Regions from separate parts of the Triticum aestivum genome. Here region 1 is linked to region 2. A link is a contact called in public Hi-C data. All regions are on one chromosome and are shown on one strand. The core of a region is the stretch at or near the end of the contact, and the rest is flanking DNA. Distances in the headings are between cores, read along the strand shown.

Region 1 (5,637 bases), core at 2,675-5,174, 190 kb after region 2:
CGCCTTCATCGACGAGCCGCCCGCCGATGAGGACGACGGCCCTGGAGTTTGAGGGCGGCGTCGCCACGATCCGCCAGATCCCACCCCGGAACCGCCTACCGGCACCGACGCCCAGGACTTGCCCGTCGCCGGAGATGCGGAGGGAGATGGGCCGGGAGAGGGAAGGAGGAGGAGGAGGAGGCGGATGCCACATGGACGGCACTAGAGCGCGGCTTATATAGCCACGATCAAGCCATGCGAAGGGCCGGTCAGCCGCTTCAATGCGGCGCAGAGGCCGGAGTTGGTTCCTTGAGAACCTGCGTCCGCATTGAAGCGGCGGCTGCCGAGATGTCGTGTCGGTCAGCGCTGCCCGCCCTCACTCCGGTCACATCGCGGCATCAATGTCAGCTTCCACATGCTTTGGACCGGCATGAATGCAGCGCGGTAAGCGACACTTGCATAGGAAGGAAAGCACGGGGCGGGCGGGTGAGGGTTTTTTGGTAGGGCAGGTCGGTCAGAAGTGGGCGTGGGATCGGTCCGGACTCCTGCAAATCTCCTCACGTTTGTCTCCAATTTGCGGGAGAAATCGCGTCCGGATCACGCCGTGAACCGATACAGGCCCACGTTGGATGACCTCCGCTGCCCGGGCAACACGTTTCGAACGCATGCGGAGGTTTGCGGGTCGGCGTTGAAGATGCCGAAAGTGCGGTATAGTAGGATTGAAGACCTTTTTTGCACCGTGAAAATAACTAATTTTCGAACTTATATCTTAACAAATGGATAAGTTGACTCCAGAAATTATGCATTGCGGACACGGTTTTCCATTTTATTTTATCGCCTGAAGAAACTTCCAAGAAAAAAACAACTAATTTTGGACTAAACTTAACATACGGATAAAGTTGACTTCAGATATTCCGCAATAAAAAGAAGGCACCATATGATACATTAGCCGATTGTCTAGAATAAACCGTTCGCGTTTATATAAAATAACAAGAGGCCAAATTATAGCCGTTGTTAAGGTGGTGTCGGCTGAAGCTAGAGCTGCACACCCTCAATCATACTCGTACGTTAGGGCATCTCCAGCCGCGCCCCCAACAGGCCTTCCCCAGACGATTTTGTCGCCAGCAACAAAAAAAAGGCCCCAGTCGCGCCCCCAGAAACCCGTTTTTCACCGGCTCGGGCCAAAACTGGTGCCGACAGACCTAGGCCGAACCCGGCGCCCTGGGGGGCGCTTGGGGAGCCGGCGCAAGCGAAAAGGACGCATGGGCCCGCCCTGGAAGCGACCCGAGGGTCTTTTCCCGCCGTTTCTTGACGCTTTTCCCTCGCATCTCTCCCGCTCGCTCGCCTTCCTCCCGCCATTCTATCCCTTTCTCCCGCTCACTCGCCTTTCTCCCGCCAAACCCCCTCCCGCTCGCCGCGAAGAAGCACGCCATGCCGCCGAAGAAGTACGCCATGCCGCGCGCGGCGGCAACCGTGGCCCGCCATCGAAGCCACCGGGCCCGTCGAACGCCGAGTGAAGGGTGGAAGTTCAGTGGCGCGAAGCGGTCACCGCCGACAAGCGGAACATGGCCATAGCCAAGAAGGCCCGCGGCACGCGCGGTGGCGTCTTCCTCATCGGTCGACCAGGCGGGGAAGAATCCACCCGTCGTCGGCCAGGCCCAGTACGCGCCCTGGGGGCAGCAAGGCGCCGGATCTCCATGGGGTTCATCATCGCCCGGCTACGCCGACGGCGACGCGCATGGCGGGTTCAACCCAAACGCGACCTTCCCTCATGGTCACCCCGCTACGCGCACGCCATCGCCCGCCTTCGTCGGCGTGCAGTACCCTCCATACAACTACTCGCTGCCCGCCTCCTATGCGTCCACACTGACGCCCCATCTCTACCGCGGACCACTACCCTTCTCGCACCTCGGTGACACCGACGACACAGGAGCCGACATGGACGACATCATCGCGACAGGATCGACCGCGGCCGCCGAGTCTCCCGGGTTCGCCACCCAGGACGAGGTAGTGGACCTCAACGGCGACATGGAGGCCGAGCTCGGCCACGTCTACGGCGACGACGCGCAGGAACCCGAGGAGGAGGAGGACGAGGAGGAGGAGGAGGAGGAACCGGCTCCTGTTCCGACGAAGGGGCGCCAGAAGAAGAAGAAGCGGGCGGCTAGGTCAGGCGAACCGCGCATCAAGTGGACGTCCAAGGAGGAGGAATGCCTCGCCGAAGCATGGAAAGTCGTCTGCCTCGACCCGACCACCGACGCGAACCAGAGTTTGGACACGTACTGGGACCGCATCAAGGCCGAGTTCGACGAGCAAAAGCTCGTCGACCCCTACTTCAAAGGCGTGTACATGCAGCGCGGCTCCAAGGCGATGGCGAACCATTGGGGGCGTATCCAGTTGGCGTGCAACAAATGGCATGGAATCGTCGAGGAGGTCGCGGCTCGCCCGGAGAGCGGCGCCAGCATTGAGGATCAGGTACGCACGCCGTTCGCCCGCATATCTTCGTCCCCTACGCCCGCCGCCCGCCAACTGTTTGTCTCTCCGCGCAGCTGCTGCGTATGTTCGCCATGTATCGGGGCGACAACCAAGACGCCGACTTCAAGCACCTCCACGTCTACAAGCGCATTGACAAGTGCGAGAAGTGGGCGGAAGTCCGGCGTGCCCTCGATAAGGCCAAGGAGACATACAAGCCAGACGCGTCGACTCCGGGCGCGTCAGAGGGACGGCCGGACGGCCACAAGTTGGCAAAGAAGGGGAAAAGCGCCGACGCGGCAACCACGCGAGTGCAGGAGTCCATCGAGCATTGCCTCGCCGACGCCCAGGCTCGGACCGTCCTACGCGAATAGAAGACCAAGGCGCGGTGGTCGTCGCTTATGAAGAACAACGCCATCAAGCTCGACTTGCTCCGGACGAACGTCGCCGCGAAGAAGAGGAACACCGACATGGCTTTTCTGATGAGCGGGGCGGACATGCTCCAGAGCAACGACGAGAAGCTCAAGGCGTGGTACCTGGTGCAGCGCGGCCTCATCCTGAACGAGCTGCCGACGGCAACGCCGACGACGCCGATGACGCCCACGATCACACGGCGCCAAGCCCGGACGGCGCCTCTACATCGCCGCCCAGCAGTGCCGAAGCCGCGCCGACGCAGCCCTGCGACGGAGCAGGTCCGGCACCGACGAGCCCGCGCACGCCGACTCCGCCAACGCCTGGAGCCGACCAAGCCGAGTGATTCGTTGCGCACGGCGCCCCTCTGTTTTTTGTAACGCCAGACTACGTCCGACCGCCGGATTTGCGGCGTCTTTTGAGAACGGGAACGACCAAGTTTGAATTTCCCGCATCCTGGGGCCGGCGCGTGGGGGACGTGACTGGGACCTAGGTCGCCCCCAGGGACCGAACTAGCGCCGGCACGCCTCAGGCCGCTCTATTTAGGCGCCCTGGGGGGCCAAACGGCTGGAGATGCCCTTAGTGGTGAGCAATTCTCCGATGTTCACCGGCCACCTTCAGACGCGGTCCACCGCTCACTATAGTCAGAACGGCCAAGCATTTGAATTTGCTCGCCGCACTGTCCGTCTGTCCCCCGCACGAAATTTCCACGCCGCATTAACTTGCCGAGATAAATACACGGCACGTATCATGGATGTTCCCTTCTTTACTCCCCCGGCATCCCTTGTCCCGTCCCTCGTACGTATCCGGTTCTGCGTGCGCTGAGATTTCGGCAAGCATACCATCCGAGTGATTCATTACTCTTGGATCGATTTCGCTACCAGTAGCTGCTTGCTCGTACGTACAATACGGCGCAGTATACGGGCGTACAGCGTTTGCGAATACGTGCAGTGGAAAGCACTTAACTGAAACAACATATATAAAACATAAAGGGCCTGCGTGCAAAAGCGCCCACTAAGCAAGATCATTGAAAACGATCCCCGGGAGAGAGGGGACAGAGGAATCCAAGCAACGGTCTCCTGGGGTTGGCAGAAAGAAAAAGAAAAAAAAAAGGAAAAAAAGATCGAGCCACCGTCTCCCACACTCCTGACCCTTCTCTCCCCCAAATCGATCGTCGTGGGGAGCAGTCGCACGCGGTGAGGTCGGCGCCACTCCCAGACCCCCCCCCCCCACCTCACGACTCCAAAACCCCCCACTCCCCTGCGAATCCCCCGCCAGAAATCGCCCGAGCCATGGCCGCCGCCGTCCGGAGAAACGTCGCTTCCTCGCCTGCCGGAGCCGCCCGTCTTCGCCAAGCCTCGGTATGTTATTAATAACTCACCCGCTTTTCCTTTATTATGCTATTGCTTGAGCATTACTGGTCACCAGAGGGGAGGAGAGGAGAGGAGAGGAGAGCTGCTGTTGCGGCTGGTTGGTGGCGACGTCGATGTGAGCCTGCTGGGGCTACTGTTCCGGTTGTTAGGGAGTGCTTAGGTCAGGCGATTGCTTCGTGCAGATCTGCTAATAACTGCGAATTCCTCGGGAAGGAGGATGGTTAGCGTGACAGGGGCGCCATAGATTTGGCATTATCGGTGGTTCTCCGGTTGTATCCGGCCATCGGACATGCTAACCACTGTCCTGAACCCTGATGATGCGCGTAATTACTGGTAGCCAAGGGTCCACATAAAAATGCTTGCCTTCTCCTCCACCCGCAGCAGCAGCAGCAAGCTCGTCAACAGCCTTGCCCGGCACTCAAATCCACTGGGACAGGACAGATTCGTGCATCCCCTGCCGTGTTGGCTTCTTGTCTGCTTCTTCTTTATTCGTGTACGTATCATATGTGCCTTGCTTCTTGGCTGTGGTCTTATAATGGCGCATTTCTGGCAGATGGTGTAGGGAGAGGTGCTGGACGGGGCAGGTAAGTGGGAGAGCGAATGGGGGCGATTGGAGGCAACGAGTCCGTGCAGTGGGACAAGATGAATGGGGCGGAGGTGGTGAATGGCGGTGGGAGTGGCGCAGGAAGCCTGGATAGGATACAGGTGTTAGTGAGGGTGAGGCCGCTGAGTGACAAGGAGATTGCAAGGGGTGAGCCTGCCGAGTGGGAGTGCATCAATGACACCACCATCATGTTCCGGAGTACCTTCCCGGATCGACCCACGGCTCCAACCGCATACACATTTGGTTAGTGAGCTGTGTTCTGCTCTTTTCATGCTTACATCTTTTGTGTTTTTTCATTGCTCTGGTTCTTCAATATGGTTAATTAGTTTGTACTACTGCTTTTTGGGAACATTTTTCATAACACCTGATGTAGAGTACTACAACTGCTCTTAGAAGCAACACTCAAACATCATATTTCCCTACACAATTTCATGTATACTTGACGTTTATATCACTGCATAGTGATTATGGCTTTATCTATTGTTAACTTACTGTTTAAATCATTCCAATGTGTTCAATTGCTATGTAAGTATCTCAGGTAAGTTGTGGTCATTAGTTGGTAATACTAGTATAGTTTGGTTCCATTTTCCTAACGTGTATCGTTTTTAAACATAAATCTCTTGTATTTGCAGACAGGGTATTTCATTCTGAGTGCAGTACGAAAGAAGTCTACCAGGAAGGGGTCAAGGAAGTTGCCCTCTCTGTAGTTGGTGGCATTAACTGTGAGTGCAAACTAAACAAAAGCTTGTGAGTCGAAAATTGTGAAACATAATAGCATTTGAACTAAATCAGAGTGTGTCT
Region 2 (5,219 bases), core at 844-3,343:
TTACCTGCAGGGAGCCGTGGTGGTGCGCGAACGACGACGACATGGCGGAGGCGGCTGCAGAGGAGTAGGAGGGGGAAAGGGTAGGGAGGGAGGCGTGGAGGAGGTGAGGAGCAGAGGAAAAGGCAGCGGCAGCAGGGGCGGAAGAGATGAGTGTCTGGTGGGTCATTGAATGGCTGCCAAAGTCCGTGTCCGCAACAAATGCACTGTTGTGTTGTTTTCTCCCGCTTTGCTCTCCCTCAATCACGTTGCTCCACCCCATTTCTTTTTCCTGTCAAAAAAAAAACAGAATACTACCGGTCAATAGTCATATATATATTCTTACTCCATTCGTTATGATGCTTTTGGGTGCTAGTTCCCGGATGAATATATATTAAAAAAATGTGCGTGTGTGTGGTGGGGGTCTATTAAAATATTTAGCTGACAGATGTAATGATACCATTTCACCACCTGATCTATGTAAATAGGTATTATTTTCTACCCCCTCCGTCCCATAATATAAAAGTGTTTTTAACATTATATTAGTGTTAAAAATATTCTTATATTATGGGACGGAAGGAATACATATTACAGCTTAATAAACATGTTGCCGAGCATCTCTAAGCTTGACTCATGCCGATATTGCCACTATTTTTTGTAGTGGTTTATTTTAAGTGAAGTGATGCTTTTTCTTTTTTTCTCTTATCTGACAGTCTCCTTTCCGAAAATACATGTACTCCCCGAAATGAGCGAATCTAGAACAGATTCGCGCACTGCGCGCGGCAGCAGTTTATTCGCCGGGGCAGTTTGTGTGATTATATTATTTTGCTTGCAACTTTTGCGTCGGTGAGTAAGCCGGTTGGGGCGATTGATTACTACGGGTTGCACAGGGGCCGGTGTGGACTCGTGATGGGCCTGCGGGTCCTTTCCCTCTGTTCGTTGGGAGCAAATACTGTTTCGAAAAATCTGAGTTGTTCGCCGCTTCAGATCGTGCTGAAGTTATTTTCAAAAAAAAAAGATCGTGCTGAATTATTATTATTTTTAAAAAAGGGCAAAACAGTGAATTTGTCCGCTTCAGGCGAGTAATAAACCATCGCGTCAAGCAATGCCGTGCTCGCCATGTTCGGTGTTTATTCGTTGCCGTTGTGGTGCAAGCAGCATGCATCGCGTGTGCAATAACTAATGAAATCACAAATTCGGCTTGCCAAATCGGGTTAACAAATCTTCTGCTCCATATTTGACCGAGTGGAGATCTGTTTGGATAGTACTAGTAGGGTATGTAGAACCGTCTATCAAGGTGTATTAAGATGTACCAAAACACATCAATAGGGTAAACACTAGTAGATTGCAATGTCATGGACACTTGCAAACCAACCTATGGTTGGATGGTTAGAGGGACTGTGGTATCCCCAACCCACCAGGTTCAAATCCTGATGCTCGCATTTATTCCTGAATTTATTTCAGGATTTCCGGCTATGCGCATTCAGTGGGAGGAGACGTTCCCGTCGACGACGAAGCGTTTATGGTAACTTCGTAAATCTCAAAATGATATGTCGGCTCAGTCTTTCGGAGGTGCTCATAGGGGTAGGGTGTGCGTATGTCTGTTCATATGGGTGAGTGTATGCGCGTGTATATGAGCGCTTTGTGTATGTACTGATGTTCAAAAAAAAAATATCATGGACACTTAGATGTTGTCGTTGTGAATTTGCACCAAAATATGTTTGTTGCGCCATGAAAAATCAAGGATCTTAACAAGGTCTTTGAGTCAATGAAACCTATCCTATAATTGTAGTGCAGTGAAAAAGCTACCACTCTGGATAAATGCTGCTCCTCCCTCTGTCGCTCCTCCCTCTGTCGCTCCCGCGGGCGGCAGGGGAGGAACCCTAGCCGCCCCCCACCAGCAGTCCTCCTTCTCCTCCTCCCTCCTCGCCGCCGCCTGCTCGCGCTGGCGGGCAAAGCCCGGCGGCCGGCAGGGCGATTTCTCCCCCTTGCGTGGTGGGGCTGCCGCGGGCAGATCCAATCAGGTCGGGGCGCGTCGTGGTGCGGGACGGCGCGGCGGTGCTGTGGAGGCGACTGGCGGCGGTGCTGGGCGTCTCCTGGTGGTGCGGAGGGCTGCATGGGGGCGGTGGAGCGCACTGGTGTCGCGGGATCCAGGCGGCGCGGGAGGTGGGCTCTCTTACGTTGGTCGCGGTGGGGCGTCCTTGGTCAGGTCCGGCCGGACCCGACTCCGATGTGCTTCGTCATGGTGCGGGAGGTGGCGGCGGGGCTGGGGCGCAGGCTGCGCGTTGGCTGGCGTGCTCGTGGCGGCGGCGGCTCCCGGTTTGGGATCTGGCGCAGACGGGCGGCGCGGGGGCGGGCTGCGACCTCAGCGGCGCACCTCAGCCGCTGCAGGGCGGCTCGGGGCTGTCCCTCGGGGTCCCGGCATGGATGTGGGCTGCCACGGCGTGGTGGTGGCTCACGGCGGTGGTTTGGGTCGTTTCACGGCGGCGGACGGACATCTCCGGCGTCGGCCCGTCGGGAAGCGGCTTGTTGTGGCCTTCGATTCCTCTCCTCGGCGTTCGGACGCTACCTTCGTCAAAGGGCTGGCCCTCTCCCAGCTGCGGTCCATCGCCTGTCTCGCGTCTGGTGCTGCGGGACTGATCTCGTCTCGTGCCCGGCAGTAGGACCGAGCTCGTCTCGCGCCCGGCAACAGGACCGATCTCGTCTCGCGCCTGGCAGCAGGACCGACCTCGTCTCGCGTCCGGCAGCAGGACTGAGCCCGTCTCGCGCCCGGTGCAGCAGGACAGGTCTATGGAGGCCAGTTTCGGCCGACCTCTTGGGTCTCGGCGATGGGGGTCGCCCAGGGGTGCGAAAGACGGGACCTTTCCACTCGTCTCTTTGGTTGGAGTAGCGGCGGGTCTCGGGTGAGGTGGTGTCAAGGTCTTTGATGCCAGGGCGGCGGCCCTGGTGGTGGGAGCGCGGTGCTCACGGGCAGAGCCCGTGGCTTGGTGCTGCCTGGTGAACCATGGCCTTGTGGGCGGCATGGTTACCTGGGTGTGACGTTCGGTGGTGGTGATTGTTGGGCGGGGTGAAAACCTGCTCTATCTTTGGACGGACCGGCGGCGGCGACTCACTTCCTTCTTGAAGGCGTCGTCGCGGCCTTCATTGCCCGTTGTGTTTCTCCAGGGGAAACCCTGACCCTCGTGTCGGGCGGTGGCGGCGCTCCAGTGTCGTTCCCTTTCTGAAGGCGCCGCCTTGAAGCACACGGTTCGCCATATGCGGCTTCACCTCTTAGCGGTGGCGTGGTCACGGCCGAGATCTCCGGTTGCTCTTGTAGTGTTAGGGGTGGTGTTATTGCGCACAGCATCTTTGTATCCTGCCTTGGATGTGTGTGTTGTGTTGGCGTGCGTTTGTACCGGATTTGTTGATGATCTTTGCTTTATATATAAAACGGGGCGAAAGCGTTTTTCGATAATTATAGTGCAGTGAAGTCATGCAGAAAAACTTTTATAGAGAACTCCTACAATGAAACACAAATCAAACAAATTATCAAGAGAAGATCATAATGATCGCATCCTCTAAAATTACTGTCCTAAATGTTAAAAATTTAACGTCAGCTTTTCAGCTGCGAATCAAAGTGCATCTACATGATCTCTTAAAAGATCTCACAAGATATGAATGTTGCATGTGATGCACTTGGATAGTGCATTAAAAATAAACACATTATTTTTGGAGGAATGAAGGGAGACAACATAGACAAAGATGGGGTGCATTGGATCGCTAAAAAAATGAGGCTCGAAACACATGGAGGAAAACTCATAAAGATATTAATCATGCAAACCATTAATAAAAGACGGCTATCTAGATGGCTTTCCTGCACGATTTTTTCAGCGAAACTAGGGACTGCTCAAAGAGGATTATTTTTGTGAGAAAAATTCCAAGCTATTCATATTCAATCATGGCGGTACAATGAACACCAGAAATAATAAAAACTACATCCAGTTTGATAGACCATAGCAACGACTACAAGCACTGAAGCGAGCCGAAGGCGCACCGCCGTCATCGCTCATCTCTCTCCGGTCCCGGGCAAAACTCGTTGTAGTAGATAGCCGGGAAGTCGTAGTGCTAAGGCCCCATAGGACCAGGGCACCAGACCAGCAACCGTCGCCGATGAAAAGATGCATATATCGAAAGGATCCACCCTAAAGACACATGAACGTAGACGAACGAAGACCGGATCTGAGTAGATCTGCCAAAGACAAGCACCGATCGAATCCCGCGAGATTCACCGGAGACACACCTCCACACGCCCTCCGATGATGCTATGCACCACTGTGTCGGGGCCTAGGCGGGGAACCTTATTCCATCTTCAGGGAGCCGCTGCTGTTTGTCCTTCCTAAGCTGGACACAAACCCTAACAAAACCCAGAAAAACATCTAAAATAGAACCCCCATCCGGCAAGGACCGGGATCCAGCACACCTCCATGCCCTAGGGCCACCGGAGACAAGACAGACCGGCGGCAGCGCTGGCATAAGGCCGAGGACCTGGGCTGATTTGCAGAGGCGACGACAGCTGGGCATTCATGAGGTGTATATCTTGCATAGCAAGTTGATACATATGTGAGATGTACATGATTGAATATCTTTTCTTACAGAGGATATTATTCCTGCAATGAAAAAGTTCTTCACCACTGGTATAATGCTAGATGGCGTAAATGATATGGTTAATGTTCTTATTCCAAAGGTGAAGAAACCCAAGTATATTAAAGATTTCCTTCCTGCTATCATCCTGTGCAATGTTATTTATAAAATTATTTCTAAGTGCCTCGTGAATAGGTTGAGGCCGCTTCTTGATGGTATGATCTCCCCAACCCAAAGTGCTTTTATTCCTGGGAGATTAATTTCTGATAATGCTTTTATAGCTTTTGACTGTGTACATTCTTTTGAGTACGCTCAAGAATAGTCACGGCGAATTTCATGCTTATAAATTGGATTTAGCCAAAGCATATGATTGGTGGATTGGCACTTTTTGAAAAGTGTGTCCAGGGCTTCGGGTTTTGAAGCAGGTTGGCTAAACTGTCTTATGGCTTATGTTATGTCAATCAAATTTGTAGTGCACTTTAATGGTCAGCTCTTGAAGTCGTTCTCCCCTTCTCGTGGTATCAGGCAAAGGGATCATTTATCTCCGTATTTATTCCTGTTTGTGGCGGAGGATCTTTCTTTGTTACTAAATAATGCATTAGCTAAAGGAGCTCTTCAAGATT

The links. Hi-C and Micro-C count contacts between places; a contact is called where the count stands out from the background.
Region 1: a Hi-C map of leaf shows a contact between it and region 2, with 5 times the contacts expected there. The contact joins the promoter of LOC123137784 here to the promoter of LOC123139339 in region 2. A contact is called at or near these places in 3 of 5 Hi-C or Micro-C datasets (all in leaf).

Annotation. Positions count from the first base shown.
Region 1 is chr6B:522,853,627-522,859,263 of IWGSC CS RefSeq v2.1, forward strand. It overlaps LOC123137784 (kinesin-like protein KIN-7C), which reads left to right and starts at 3,925. Exons shown (of 14, transcript XM_044557629.1): 1 at 3,925-4,220; 2 at 4,786-5,079; 3 at 5,469-5,558. The coding sequence starts at 4,833.
Region 2 is chr6B:522,665,572-522,670,790 of IWGSC CS RefSeq v2.1, forward strand. It overlaps LOC123139339 (GATA transcription factor 5), which reads right to left and starts at 2,094. Exons shown (of 4, transcript XM_044559141.1): 1 at 1,786-2,094; 2 at 5-268. The coding sequence starts at 2,094.